2 separate regions of the Macaca mulatta genome follow, and region 2 is linked to region 1. Evidence: chromatin contacts called from public Hi-C data. All regions are on one chromosome and are shown on one strand. Each heading gives the region's core, a stretch centred on a gene start, on an enhancer-like site or on the middle of the called end of the contact. The rest is flanking DNA. Distances are from core to core; before and after follow the strand shown. Region 1 holds the start of EDEM3 (ER degradation enhancing alpha-mannosidase like protein 3). Region 2 holds the start of SWT1 (SWT1 RNA endoribonuclease homolog).

The links. Hi-C and Micro-C count contacts between places; a contact is called where the count stands out from the background.
Region 2: a Hi-C map of liver shows a contact between it and region 1, with 2.2 times the contacts expected there. The contact joins the promoter of SWT1 here to the promoter of EDEM3 in region 1. A contact is called at or near these places in 3 of 14 Hi-C or Micro-C datasets (fetal cortex germinal zone, fetal cortical plate and liver).

What each region holds. Positions count from the first base shown.
Region 1 is chr1:42,228,326-42,235,279 of T2T-MMU8v2.0, forward strand. It overlaps EDEM3 (ER degradation enhancing alpha-mannosidase like protein 3), which reads right to left and starts at 3,549. Exons shown (of 20, transcript NM_001266794.1): 1 at 3,222-3,549. The coding sequence starts at 3,379.
Region 2 is chr1:42,611,787-42,618,740 of T2T-MMU8v2.0, forward strand. It overlaps SWT1 (SWT1 RNA endoribonuclease homolog), which reads left to right and starts at 4,577. Exons shown (of 19, transcript XM_028851396.2): 1 at 4,577-4,657. It overlaps TRMT1L (tRNA methyltransferase 1 like), which reads right to left and starts at 4,424. Exons shown (of 15, transcript NM_001260768.1): 1 at 3,971-4,424. The coding sequence starts at 4,211.

The DNA.
Region 1 (6,954 bases), core at 2,299-4,798:
TCAATGAATGGAAGATGGAAGTTCTTTTTTTTTCTTCCCTGAAATGGAATATAAGATTACCACCAAGAAGTAGAAATTCCTATAACTGGCAATGATAGTGCCTAGACATGTGTATTACAAATGACATAAGCTTTAACTCGCTAACTCAACTTTACAAGCATTCAATTTTCAAGATTATGAGTAAATCACGATTGCATACAAGCAAAACACACTATTTTCCAATCCTTACATTTATGCAGCATATGATGAGCCAATTTCAGAACACATATTTCAAAGTGGAGCTATTTAATATCGTTGCTCTCTCTTACACATAGAAGCCTAACGAAGTTAAATACAGAATGGTATAATGATTACTATATTGAACAGAAAAAAAAGTTTCCATAAGGTTTTATCCATTCGAAAACTGGATTAAAATGTATTGGAAATCAGACCCAGTTCAAAAATTACATCACTCTTAATTTCTGTAAGTCGGCTTTTTCTTTTTTTTTTTTTTTTTTTTTTTTTTTTGAGATGGAGTTTTGCTCTTGTTGCCTGGGCTGGAGTGCAATGGCACGATCTCAGCTCACTGCAACCTTCACCTCCAGGTTCAAGCCATTCTTCCTGCCTCAGTCTCCCGAGTAGCTGGGATTACAGGCATGCACCACCACGCCTAGCTAATTTTGTATTTTTAGTAGAGAAGGGGGTTCTCCATGTTGGTCAGGCTGGTCTTGAACTCCTGACCTCAGGTGATTCGCCCACCTCAGCCTCCCAAAGTGCTGGGATTACAGGCCTGAGCCACAGCGCCAGGCCAAGTTGTCTTTTTCTAAAGTTGCATCTCCTGCCCACGTGCTATAGAAACTGGATTGTTTTCTACTTCACTTTTTAATGAAAACACAACATTAACAAAATATCCTGTTGTAAAATTTTAAAAACAAAACCAAAAAGCTTATTCCATGAAGGATAAGACTACATATAACCAGTTAAGTAATTCCACAAAGTATAAGTTATTGAGCAACTGCTTACTATTCATGACAATTCCAGTCTTTTACCATCTGTTTGGTTTGTTGGGGGGGGGGCATGGAGGGAAAGGGGTGGGGCATTTTCTGCTGTTTATCATGAATCATTATTTGGGCTTTAAAAAAATGCACAGGTAAACCCAATGAATCAAAGTTCAGTTTTCTGAAAATTCCCAGAGGAGAAGGCAGTCATATAATTGTGTATTTGTCATGTATAGCTCTAGATTCTTACTCTACCCTTATTCAAGGGTAGAGCAATCTAACAAGCCTAAATAATTGTAATTTCACTTTCATAAATGATCTCAAAATTTGAGCTGAAATTTCAAGTCAATTTGGTTGAACTTTTCCAGTTAAAAACTAATTTTGGTCAAAAATGATTTATCCAATGACTCTTTTACAAATAAGTTTTTAATAAAAAATGGAGAAAGGATGGTGATGGTCAAATAAGATTCTTGTGGTTCTTAACAGACTTGATACTTCTCTTCCAAGTCTAACGAATGTGCAACACACTGGAGAGAGCCTGGCTCTGGGAACAGAGAAGCCTGGGTTTGAATACTGGCACCACCAATTAGTAGCTCTGCGGCTGAACAAGTCAACCTTGGGTCTCAACTTCCTCATTTGCAAAATGTGGATCACATTCATTGGGAATTAGGAAGGAGTACAGAGATAACATATGTAAAGTGCTCACACAGTGAGGTATTTGGTAAAAGTTATCAATGATAATTAAATTCATAATGAGAGAAAATGTAAGATACTTATTAGAGTTTACAGGTAATTTTATTTTGATGGTTGATACTTCAACTTTTTTCCATCAAGTGATCTTTATTGCTATTTAGAAACGAACACAAGACCCTTTGCAATGATTTAAATGACGTACATAAAGTAAGACCTGATGGTTCCACCACCCTCCTTCGTTCCACTTTTTTCTGAGCTATTTTTTTTTCTTTTTTAAAAAAACGTGGGATGGTACTATACACATTATTCTACAACTTGCATTTTTTTTTTTGTCTTGGAAATATATTCTGGATAGGCTTCCAGTGACATACTTCCTTCTTCTTAATGTCTCAATATTATTCCATAATATGAACGTACCCTATTCAACCATTTCCTCCAAGGAACAGTTGTTCTTTCAAACTGCACTTCTTTTTTTTTTTTTTTTCCGAGACGGAGTTTCGCTCTTTTTGCCCAGGCTGGATCTATCTCTGCATTAAGAGTGCTTTTATTTTCTTAGGGTAGATTCTCAGAAACAGAACTGATGAATCAGAGTGTGCACAATGTAAATTTTAGGAGAGACTACCAATAAGTTAACAGCAATGTACACTCTCACTAAGCCTTTTTCACTCCTGAACTAGCCAGAACTGTATTCCTGTGTTTTGTATTATATTTACTAATCTGATGGGCAAAACCCAGCTAGCTCCTTGTTTTAATCTGCATCTCTTACATTTATGGAGGTTGAGTAACTTTTCATGTTTACCACTTCCATTTCCTCTTCTGGCTTAACCGTTCATGCCTTTTGCCCATTTCCTACTGGTTCTTCGCTTTTTTCTTATTCATGTGTAGGACCTCGTGTATGTATTACTGACTCTGAATTAAATGGTGTAAATAGAATTGATAATTTTACGACACTTCCAAGACGGATAAAAACTACTGAATAGGTATACTTGAGACTTTTGAATAATTTCCCCCCATTCTATTCTATTATGAAAATACAGTGCAAGAAAACACTGCAAGGAAATAGTAAAATGTGTAAAGTTCAAGTTCCAATGAACGCCCCCTTTTCCGTAACAGGTGTAAACATCATTTCCTTAACTACTGTGAGATCAGCAACATTTTCCCAGCTGGAAGCTCCCTTGAGCGAGAAAGCTAACCATGCCTCGGTCGACCGGCAACCAACCGCAGGACTCCAGCGCGCAGCGATGCGGGCTGTAGCCCCCTTCTCGGGCCACTGACATGGCAGCCGCGTTGACACACCGCGCCTGGCTTCAAGGAGCCTGCACATGTCACTGGCGGCCAGGGCGACAACCCGTCAGCTCCCCCCGAGGTCAGGTCGCGAGCGGCGGCTCCCACTTCCCCGGACCCTGTCCACCCCATTAGGGTTCTCGCGCGGCAACAGCCGTTCCAATCGCGACAGGAGAGGCCACTATACGCGACCGGGTCGCAATGACAGGCACCCCTCCCGTGGTCAGCCTCACCGAGAAACCCACCCCAGGCTGCCAGCACCCTTACCCAAGCTTCTGTTTCTCCTCCCTACTCATGGGCTCGGCCCCCACCGTCCACACGGATGTGGCCGACACCAGGCAGATCGCGGCCGTCGCCGCCACTAGGCTCCATGGCGCTCGCTGGGGGACCGGGGACCCACAGCCCCGGCCGCCGGCTTCGCTCATGGCCCCGCGGTCCCGCGCACGCGCAGCTGCTACGCCCGGCCGGTGAGACACATTGCCGGACGCCGGTGGCCAGGGGGCTGCTAGCCGTGCCGAGACGGGGCGGGATGCGGAGTAACACGGGCGGCCGCCGGCGCCGAACTGTTTCCCGAAGCCACCGAGCCGGTCCCCAGCGCCAGCGCTGCCACCGCCCTCCGCCCTCAGTATCCCGGAGCGCCTCCCCCAGCTTTCCGGTGTCGTAGTCTAGGAAACCGCCTCCCCAACGTTACTTCCGGGTAGGACCGAAGCCGTGGAGCCTCAGGACCAATGGAGACCGCATCAGAGAGGGGCTGTCTCCAGCGACTGGAGAGGGCATTGGCCAGGAGAAGTGAGACGTGGACAAAAGGCGGGACTGGGAAGGGATCTCTCGCTTCGACCCGCCTCCGACCCGCGGAGTTGCCCCCTGAGGACTACCAGTCCCAGTGTGCACTGCTTCCTCCCCGGCTCTCTCGCAAGCCGACTCGAAGCCGCGTCGCTCACTTCTACCTAGAGTGGGCGCGCGGCACTCTGGGACGTGTGGTCCGCCGAGGTCACCGGTGGTTGCTGGGGTCCCACCTCCCCCTTTCCTCGGCGCCCTGCAGTCAGCCCTGCCTCGGTGGGCTGCTGAGTCTCGGGAAACCCGTCAACTGTTTATCTCTCTTCCTCAGAAAGCTGTTTCCCAGAGAGCTGGCTGAATGAGGCGCACTGCCCCCAAGTCAGTGCTGCTGCATGCCTTAGGGAATAGTGTTGGAGTAGTCGTCTACCCTCAGGGAAATTCCAAAACACAGTAACAGCAAAATGAATTGAGCTTTTGAAGGCATTGCTCTAAGGTTTTTACTCGCAATTATCTCATGCATTCTTCTCAAGTCTGATAGAGTAAGTACCACCATACCCCTTATGCAGACGAGGAAACAGGCTTAGAAAGATTGGTTAACAAAAGCTCGTCACACTGCTGGATTAGAATCCAACCAGCCTCTGATTCGGAAGCCCTGGCATTTAACCACCGCGCAGTACTACAAGGATGAAGGAGCACGTGGGTCCTCGTACATGATTAATAATAGTTATCTAAAAAGCTCAATGTAAGGAGAACTGTGTGGGCTGCAAAGAAGGTTTAATGAAGGAGATTGGAACTTGCAATGAATTTTGATGACTGAGTCCCAGGTTAACTATTGGTAAAATGACATGTTGGTTCCTCTTGAAAAGGTGTTCCCTTAAGGTTTTCTTTTTGTCCTTTTTCTCTCTGTACTCTAATTATTCCTTGGTGATTTCTTCTCATAATGATTCAGCCAACATATCTCTGTGGTTGATTTCCAAATCAACATCTGTCCTGATCATTAGACCCACATTTCCACCTCCCTAATAGGAATGTCCTAACGTCTGGCCCAGGGGTAGCTCAAACGTAAGATGTTTTGTGATTCATATTAATGCATCGGAATCATTGTCAACTCATCTTTATCCTTCGTGGTCCGTGTGCATTCAGTTACCAAATTATATAGATTTTACCTCTTCTATCTTTCAGATTATTACCTTTCTTTCTATTCCCACTTCTGCTCCGTTAAAGCGTCCATTACCTCTCTCCTAAACTATTGCACTGGCTCAATAAATGTTGAATATACTTGTTTCCTTATTCCTTCAGTTTTCTTACCTGTAAAGTGGGAAAAATGTAGTCCTTTTATCCAGCAGTCCCCAACTTTTTTGGCACCGGGACCACTTTCATGGAAGACAATTTTTCCACAGGGCGGGAGAGACACCATTCCATCTCAGATCATCAGGCATTAGATTCTCATAAGGAGCGTGCAACCTACATCCCTCGCATGTCTAGTTCACAATAGGGTTCATGCTCCTATGAGGCTCTAACGCAGTTGATCTGACAGGAGGTGGGGCTCAGGTGGTAATGCTTGCTCACCTGCTGCTCCTGAGAGGCAACTGACTGGTACCAGTCCACTACCCCAGGCTTGGGGACCCCTGCTTTTATCTACTAAAATGGATGCTGTGAAAACACATGAAGTCATTTCTGTACAATATTTAGTATCCTTTGTTTTTTTTTTAATGGATCTCCAATCCTACATTGGTTCCATCCTAGTCCTCTTTGGCAGCCTTAATGATGAAGTTACCGATGATCTCCCTGCTACCCTACTCTCCTCTATACATGGCTGTCAGAATTGGTATTCAGGAACATCTGCAAACCCTCTGAACACCTTCTTTCTTCCTTCTAGTCTGCCCTGCCCTCAAATCCTATATGATAACTAAATAATTCCTATCCTGTATCCTTTCCATGCCTTTGCTCATACCATCTCCTGTGCTACCCCATCATCTTTGTACAACACTCACCACCTGTTAAGGCTGGGCTCAGATTCTGTCTCCACAAAACCCTTCCAGAACCTTCTAGTTAGCAAAAAGTTATCCTCTCTCTATGCCTCCATTGTATTCTGTGTCTTTGTTATTGTGTTTTTCACAGTCTGCATACCCACTACATTTTGGCCACATGAAAAGTATTGATTTTAGCTTATTTGTAGGTTGTCTTCGTCTGTTTTCTGTTGCTATAATGGAATACTTGAGACTGGGTAATTTATAAAGAAAAGTAATTTGTTTCTTACGATTCTGGACTGGGAAATCCAAAAACCTGGCACCGGCATGTGGTTGGTTTCTGATGAGTGCCTCACGCTGCATCATGACATGGTGGAAAAGCAGGCATGTGTGAAAGAGGTGAAACACGAGGGGCAGCCTCTCTGCATAACAACCCATTCTGGCAGTAACTAATCCAGTCCTGAGAGAATAAGAACCCACTCTAGCAAGAAGTAACCCAGACCGGAGAGAGCAGCATTAATCACCTAATCACCTCTTAAAGGCCCCATCTCCCCAGATCACCATACCAGGGACCAGATTTCCAACACAGAAATTCTGGGGGACACACTCAAACTATAGCATAAGGATATTCTGAAACACCTGGCACTGTGCATCTCCTGCTGTAGATGCTCAATAAATGTTTAACATACTTGTTTCTGTATTCCTTCAGTTTCCTTATCTAAAAAGTGGGAATATATAGTCCTTTTATCTACTTACATAGATGCTATGAAAACACATGAGGTCACTTCTGTACAATATTTAATATTATCCTTTCTTTGGACGGATCTGCAATCCAACGTTGGTTCCATCCTGGATCCTCTTTGGCAGCGTTGGTGATGAAGTTAGCTAAATAAATACCTGTGAGTTGGTCTTGGCTCTTGCGTAGAGAACATTACAAACTAAAGGTCAACACCAATCATACGGTATTTGAAAACTAAGAACAAATAAAACAGAAAAATAGTGACATTCAGTTATATGGAAATGTAGTCAAGTCAATAATTTGAAGTGGATTATTGGCAATAACACAGTTTTCTTTACCTTCCTGATGTTCCAAACCTTTATAAGAAGTCAAAATTGACTATGAACTATCATTAAGAACATACTAAAGAAGTACTGGCATTTAATGTTTAACATTTTCTGGTGTATTTGTTTGTTTTCAAGTTAACGCTGCATTCTTAAAGATTATAATGGGAAGCCAGAACATAATTCTTTTT
Region 2 (6,954 bases), core at 3,327-5,826, 380 kb after region 1:
AACTTTATTCTTCAGGTAATGGTAAGTCTCTGCAGGTTTTTGAGGAAGTGAATTATATAATCTGAAAGAGTTTCAGGAGGTTTTCTCTGCCAGTAACACCAAAGATCAGTAACAGAGAAAATCAGCAATGGGAAGAAACAGAATAAAAGGTTAAAAAAGAAAAAAAAAAAAACCAGTAACAGAACTTGGGATATGAGAAGTAAAGGTGAAGGATAAAATCAAAGATGATTCTAAGATTTTGAGTTTATGTGGTTGAGAATAATGGTACTATTAAGCAAACAAGATAGACGAAACTCTTTTGGCAGAAAGGAAGAGGAAAAGAGAAAGGAAAATGTAGTTTTTGACATAGTGTGTTCGATGTACTACTGGAACAGTATTCCAGTAATAATGTACAATAGGCAGCTGGTGATTTGTTTTTGGAGCTCAGGAGGGATTCTGGAGATATAAATCGTAAGTAACATGTTAGGTGAAACTATGAGAATAAATAAGAAAGCCTAAGAAAAAAAGTGTGAAAAATACGAGAAAAAGCCACGACCCAGTCTTACCCAGTTATGACTGATTTCAAACAACTAGGCTATGTAAAATTAATTTTAAAACATGATTTATATTTTAATTCTAATGCATTTCAGATTTCTCAATCATTACATATTTGTCCCACTAATGCACTTTCAGGTTTCTCAAGCATTACACACTCTTCAAATTAAAATGCTTGTAAATTTGGAAATAACATGCATAAGTCTAAAATATGTTTAACATGTTCTGATTGGAGTGGGTAGGGGATACATTTCTCAATGTTGCTGAACCTGCTACTGATTATTATACATAGATAAAATCTGGTAGTGAGGTATGAGAGATGTAGATATTTATAAGAAAAATTAAGTAGAAGGAATCAGAAAAGTAGATTCAGAAAGAATAAATGGTAAGGGGAGTCAAGATAATGCAGAAGCCAAGGGAGAAGAGTCTATAAACACAAAACGTTCAACAAAGTATCACAAACAGTTGTAGAGATCAAGAAAGCAAGTCTGGTGACCTTTGAAAAAGCAGGTTCAGTGAGGCGTTTCGGAGTAGAAACAGAATTGGAAGGGGAAATAAAATACAGAAAATTAGGTTTTTCTTTTTTAGAGAAGTTTGATGGTATAAAAAAGGAAATGAGTGAGACTGTAACTTGCTTTTTTTAAGTACGGGGAACCTGAATATATGTGCATTCCAAGGGAAAGGAACAATTACAAAGTGAGGACTGAATATATATTAAGATTAGGAGAAACTGATAGGTAAAGAGCCCAAGGAGACAGGAGATGGTGGGATAAACCACAGGGCCCTCTAACATTATGTTATTAGGTTATACAATTTAAAACCTTGAGACTTTAAAATTCAATTCTTGATATTAGCATCTTCTTGCCTACTTCTCTCTGAGCTTCACTATCAGTTCGTTTACCCATTTGTATAATTTGTGTCCTTGTTCACTTTCCCCACAAATAAGCAACAGGAAGACAAGGCCTATTCCTTGCTCATCTTTCTGATGGCCAAGTGCCCAATGCACTAACTTGCAGATAGGCGGCACTAAAGTTTGTTAAACAAGAAGTTAAAAAAATCGTTAGACTTTTTGGATGCAGTAGCACACTGTGTCAATAATTTTGGAATCCAATTCAGCACTATCAGACATTCCTGCTCAAATTTATTAAAAGGTAATTTTTTATATGATTATTATTTAGAGATGGTGTCTTGCTCTGTCACCCAGCCTCCATGGAATGTAGTAGCTCAATCATAGCTCACTGCAGCCTCAAACTCCTGGGCTCAAGCAATACTCCTGCCTCAGCCTCCTGAGAATCTAGGGGTATAGGCTTGTGCCTGGTTATTCACTTTATTTTTAAAGGAGCAACAAACAATATTGGTTAATTTTTTATATTAGATACTGGTCAAATGAGTTATAATGAGATATAATTTCTATAAACAGGTAAAACTTTTTCATCTTTCATAAAAATCTTTTGCTAGGTCAGACAGTAACATTCCAGAAATGAACCCGTGTGTACAAACTAACCTATCTAATTTGTAACCATAAAGGCTTTCGGTTCCAGAGTTCAAAGATCTGTGTATGTGAGACAAGATAAACAGCAATCAATAAAGACGTGCCTATTGAAATTATTCTATTAAATAACACAAAATAAGGGAAAGGAGTTTGGTTAAGTTAGAAAACTAAAAATCCTGTGGTCCACTACTGAAGAAACTCTTGAACATCTAAAAATTCATGATATGCCTATAAACATCTCTGAAATCACCTTCTGGTTTAAGATAATACGTATCAGACAATCTGTATGCAAAATACTCAATCTGCTTTTTGTAACACACTATTAATCCAGAAGTCAACAGGCAAACCTCTTGTTAAATTAGATGTCTCCAACATGCAAGGAGGGTCTTTTACAACTTGTATTACTTTTTCCTCAATTTTCAATTCTATTTCAGATAGGTTATCTTCATCTTACCTAGTTATGACTGATTTCAAAGGACTAATTAGACCAACTAAAAATAATTTTTAAAATGTGATTAATACATGTATTAGTTCAAATGCATTTCAGACTTCTCAATCATTACATATTTGTCCTACTAATGCATTTTCAGTTTCCCATATGGTATGCATTCCTCAAATTACATATTTGTAAATTTTGGAATATACAGATAAGTCTTTACTATGTTTAACGTATTTTTGATGGTGGGGAGGTGGAGAATGCATGCATTTCCTAAAGCTGCTGAACCACTTCTGACTAATATAAACAAATACAACCTGGAAGTGAGGTAGGAGGCTACTTAGGAGAGTAGAACCCCCTCAGCTCCCCATGCCTCCCCCATCCCTACCCACTGTAGTTGAAGAAACAACTGGCTTTATTTTGTACCTACAAGCTCTGATCTTATATGATGAGAAGGGGCTTACCTCAAGCATCCTGGCTTTTCTTTCCTGTGATTAGACATACTCTGAAATCTATAACAATTTGTATGTTGTTTCAACACTGCAAAATAATCCTATCTATATCCAATGTTTTATAAATATTAAACTCAAAACTGGCCTAGAAGTAGGAAAAATAATGAATTAAAGATTATTTTAAATTCCAATTCAGAAAGCACATAAAGGTCAATTTATGACCACAAACTAAATGTTAAAAGAACTTACATTAAGTCTTTCTTAGACCTTACATTTAAAAATTTTAGAAGATCCTTAAGAAAGTGTTACTCATCAATCTTTTAAATTCCTATATGGTCCAATAAACCACCACTTAGAAAACATGCAGGCACATTGAGAAGCACAATAATATGGGCCATTAATTCTCAACAGTCTATTTCTGATGGAATGGAGTACAAAACTCAATTGGTATTTATGTATGGGTGAAAACATCCATAAATTTAGTCGATTCTTTTCTAAACTACTACTCAGCCTCAAAATCTCTTCGGAAGCAAGCTGCCCATAGGGGGGAAAAAACTGAAATGAGAAAAACTCATCTCCTTGTGTACGTCGAAGCAGAAAAGCTAGTTGACAGTAATGGTTTATAAATGTTGGCAGCTAGGATCCACTACCGTAAACAGGTTGCCTCGGTTACTATGTCACATTTCAAAGAACCTAGTTAACCACGGTAGTCTGGACTGTGGGAAACTACCAAATTATGTGTAACTTCCTATTTTTGTACCTTAAAAAGATTCCCTTTTACGAAAAAGCCCTTAACCTCATTATTTCCTTCTATCTGCAGCATTCCTGCCCTCCGCATATCCCTCACCGTGACATCCTCGTGGCTTATGAAGATGCCGTCTCCCACTCTGTACCCTTGTTTTAGCCGCTACACGGGCCTCTCTTCCCTCCCCTCCATTTCCCTAAACCTGCCTTGCCCCATAAAAACCATCCCGGTGAAGAAGGGTCTCCCCTACTTCCCAGCAAGGCGCACTTTCTCTTTTCTGCGGCAGAAAGATCTGGGCCTCCTGCACTTACTGCTTTTAGCCTCCTCAGGGGCAGAGGCTAGGGACGGGGACAGGGCCGGAGCCTGGGCCAGGGCAGGGGCTGGGGCTGGAGCCGAGGCCGGAGTCGGAGCCGAGTCCAGAGCCGAATCCGGGGCCGGAGCTGGGACCCCAGCCGAGTCCCGGGCCGGGGTCGGGACCTGGACCTGGACCTGGGCCACCTCCACCTCCTCCTTCTCCAGGGGCAGCAGCTCCTCCTCCGCCATATTCTCCATAGTTACCGCCTCCGTGCCAGGCCCGCCCGGGGACCCGGAGCGGGGCTCACGGCGGGGTCAGAGAACTGACGTGAGTGCCCACTGGGCTGGATCCAAGGAGTAGGGAAGCAAGTGGGGAGGGCGGGATGCGTGCAACAGACAAAAGATGAAGAACCAGTGACCAAATCCTGTTAGTAGAAAATAGCCACAGGGTGCGACTCCAGATGCCGTCCGCTTCCCTTTCCCCGAGGCGTTACCACGCCACCACAAACTGCGCAGAAGCGTACTGGGGACGGCGTCCAATTGGGTAAGAGGGTTCAGTTTCTACGGTGCGTCTCCTTCCCACCGGCCAACCCCCAGACCGAACAAAGACTACAGCACCCAGGGTACACTGCGCAGCCTGGGGCGGGGCCGACGAGCAAGCCTTGCAGGAAGTAAATGCAAATCTAAGCAAAAGCTGCGGAGCGGTGGGTAGACACGCTGGATCTGGGCGCAGAACTACGTTTCCCAGCGGGCATACAGTTGGTGGGGCGGGGTGTGTCGGGGGGTGGGGGTCCCTCTCCTTTGGCCTGGGGCTTCGGAGTCGCCACCGCAGCCGGCGCTGGTAAGGTAGGAACTGGGGGGGGCGGGGTACGTTGACGTTTTGCTGGGCAGGTTCCCGCTCGTCCCCCGCCCCAAGTATCCTGGCCGGCGGGCGGCCGGCCGGGCTGAGCACTCAGGAGTCACCCGGACCTGGGCGGGGCAACTCTATGGGCGGATCCGAGGACGTCTCAGCTCCGTGGAGGGTGTGGTTCTGGCCCGGCTTGCCTCCGGGGCTGCCCTTTGCCCAGTGTTGGGGTCTGGTCGGTTCGTGCGGAGCCCGCGGGCCGCGGCGGTTTACTAGCAGCTGACGAGCTTGCCCGTCCTTCCAGCTGACTTGGAGTTAGGGTCTGTTTTTCATTTCGCACCCTCATGTACACCGTGACCTGAACGCTCTTTTCCTTTGTTTTTATTTTTGCTTTAGTCTTCCTGTTGCCAATATCAGCAGTTCTGCGGTGTGACCAGTGGATAGAAATTAGTTGTTTTGCTCTATTTTGCTTTGTTTTCAGGCTTTTAGTAACCAGAGCTCTGAGTGGGTAGAGCTTCGGGTCATTTGATTTTGATGCGTCTCAGATCCCCAAAGCATATGCTAGTGAGTCCCCTGTCCCCCATACTTCTCTCTGCTTCACTCTTAGTGCCTACTTGACATTCGAGGCTGTCTCGTTCCTTTCTTCTGTCCCCCCGATAAATCCACTGGGACAGGAAGGAGAAAAACGTGAACTTTCTGGCTCCCCTGCTTGGGTTTGGTCCGAACCTTCTAGGCAGCAGGGCAGGAGAGGGAGCCCAATTTAGTCTCAAGAACAAGACGCGTGCTTGCAGTTAGCTTTTCTTAGTTAATGAAGTTGATAAACGCCAGTCTTCTTGGTCTATTTGTTACCTACTTGTTTCAGAACCCCGGGGAAGAGATAGCATCATTATTTGGCACTTGGAAGCACTAACTGGAAGTTAACTCCTCCCCCTGTAGTTTAAGAAGTATATATAATGGAGGGGTGTGTGTGTGCGTTTAACCTCTCGCCAGTTTAGTGGGAACAGATGATCCCCGTGAAGCTTCTGTGAGTTATAGGCCTAAATCCCTTTTACTGATCTTCCCGCACAGCTTTTATCTAGTATTCCTGAATGTATAGTTGACTCATGGCTCAACAGTCAATTAAAAACGGGATAACACTGACTATAACTTACGGATATGCTAACTATATCTGTGCATCATCCAATAATTCTTGTTCTCATTTCTTTCTTTTTTTTTTTAACTGTCGTTCATGATGATTTTTTATTTCTAAATTACTAGATGGTTAACTGAAAGCTGGATTCAGTATGTTAATGTCATTTAATACCAGCGGGAAACCAGATTAAAAGGGTTAGATTTTGGTATGTGGATTCTGTGGGAATTTTTGTAAGAATTTCTAAGCATGGTCTCTGCTTGTAAGACATCCTGAAGAAGGAATCTTCAATGTTTGAAGAATTAAAAAAATAATGTTATTCATCTATTGCTGCTGCATAAGTTATACCAAAACATAGTAGCTTAAAATAACAATAAACATTTATTACTCCACAGTTTCTGTGGATCAGGAACTCAGAAACGACTTTCTGGGTTGATCTGGCTTTAGGTCTCATGAGGTTGCAGTGAAGGTATGTGCCAGGGCTGCTGTCATATCAGTTGATTAGGGGTGCAGGATCATCAGCTTCAAAGGTAGCGCACTCATGTGCCTGGCCGTTAGTTGGTTCTGGTTGTTGGCAAGAGGCCAGTAGTTCTTCTCTTGCGAGCCTTTCCATGGGCTGTTTGAGTGTCCTCATGACACTCTGGCTTTCCCTAGAGTGAGCAGTCCAAGACAGGACAAGGTAGAAGTCATGATGTCTTATATGATTTAGCCACATACTACTATGTAGCAATATCTTATTGGTTACACAGGTCACCCCTATTCATTGTGGTAGGGGATTACGTAAGTGTGTGATTACCAAGCATCAGGAATCATCAGGAGCCATCCAGCAGGAGACTGGCCAGCACAGGAAGTCTCCCCTCATTTAGTTTATGTTTTGATTTGCATAAAATCGATAGGAGTTTCACACTAGTACAAATATAAAACGTTTGTCCGAATAAACGTAAGTGTTTTTCTGAGATAGCCCACAATACTGTCATCCACTGACAGTATTTACTTGGTCCACAGCAGGGCTGGAAAAATGAGACTGG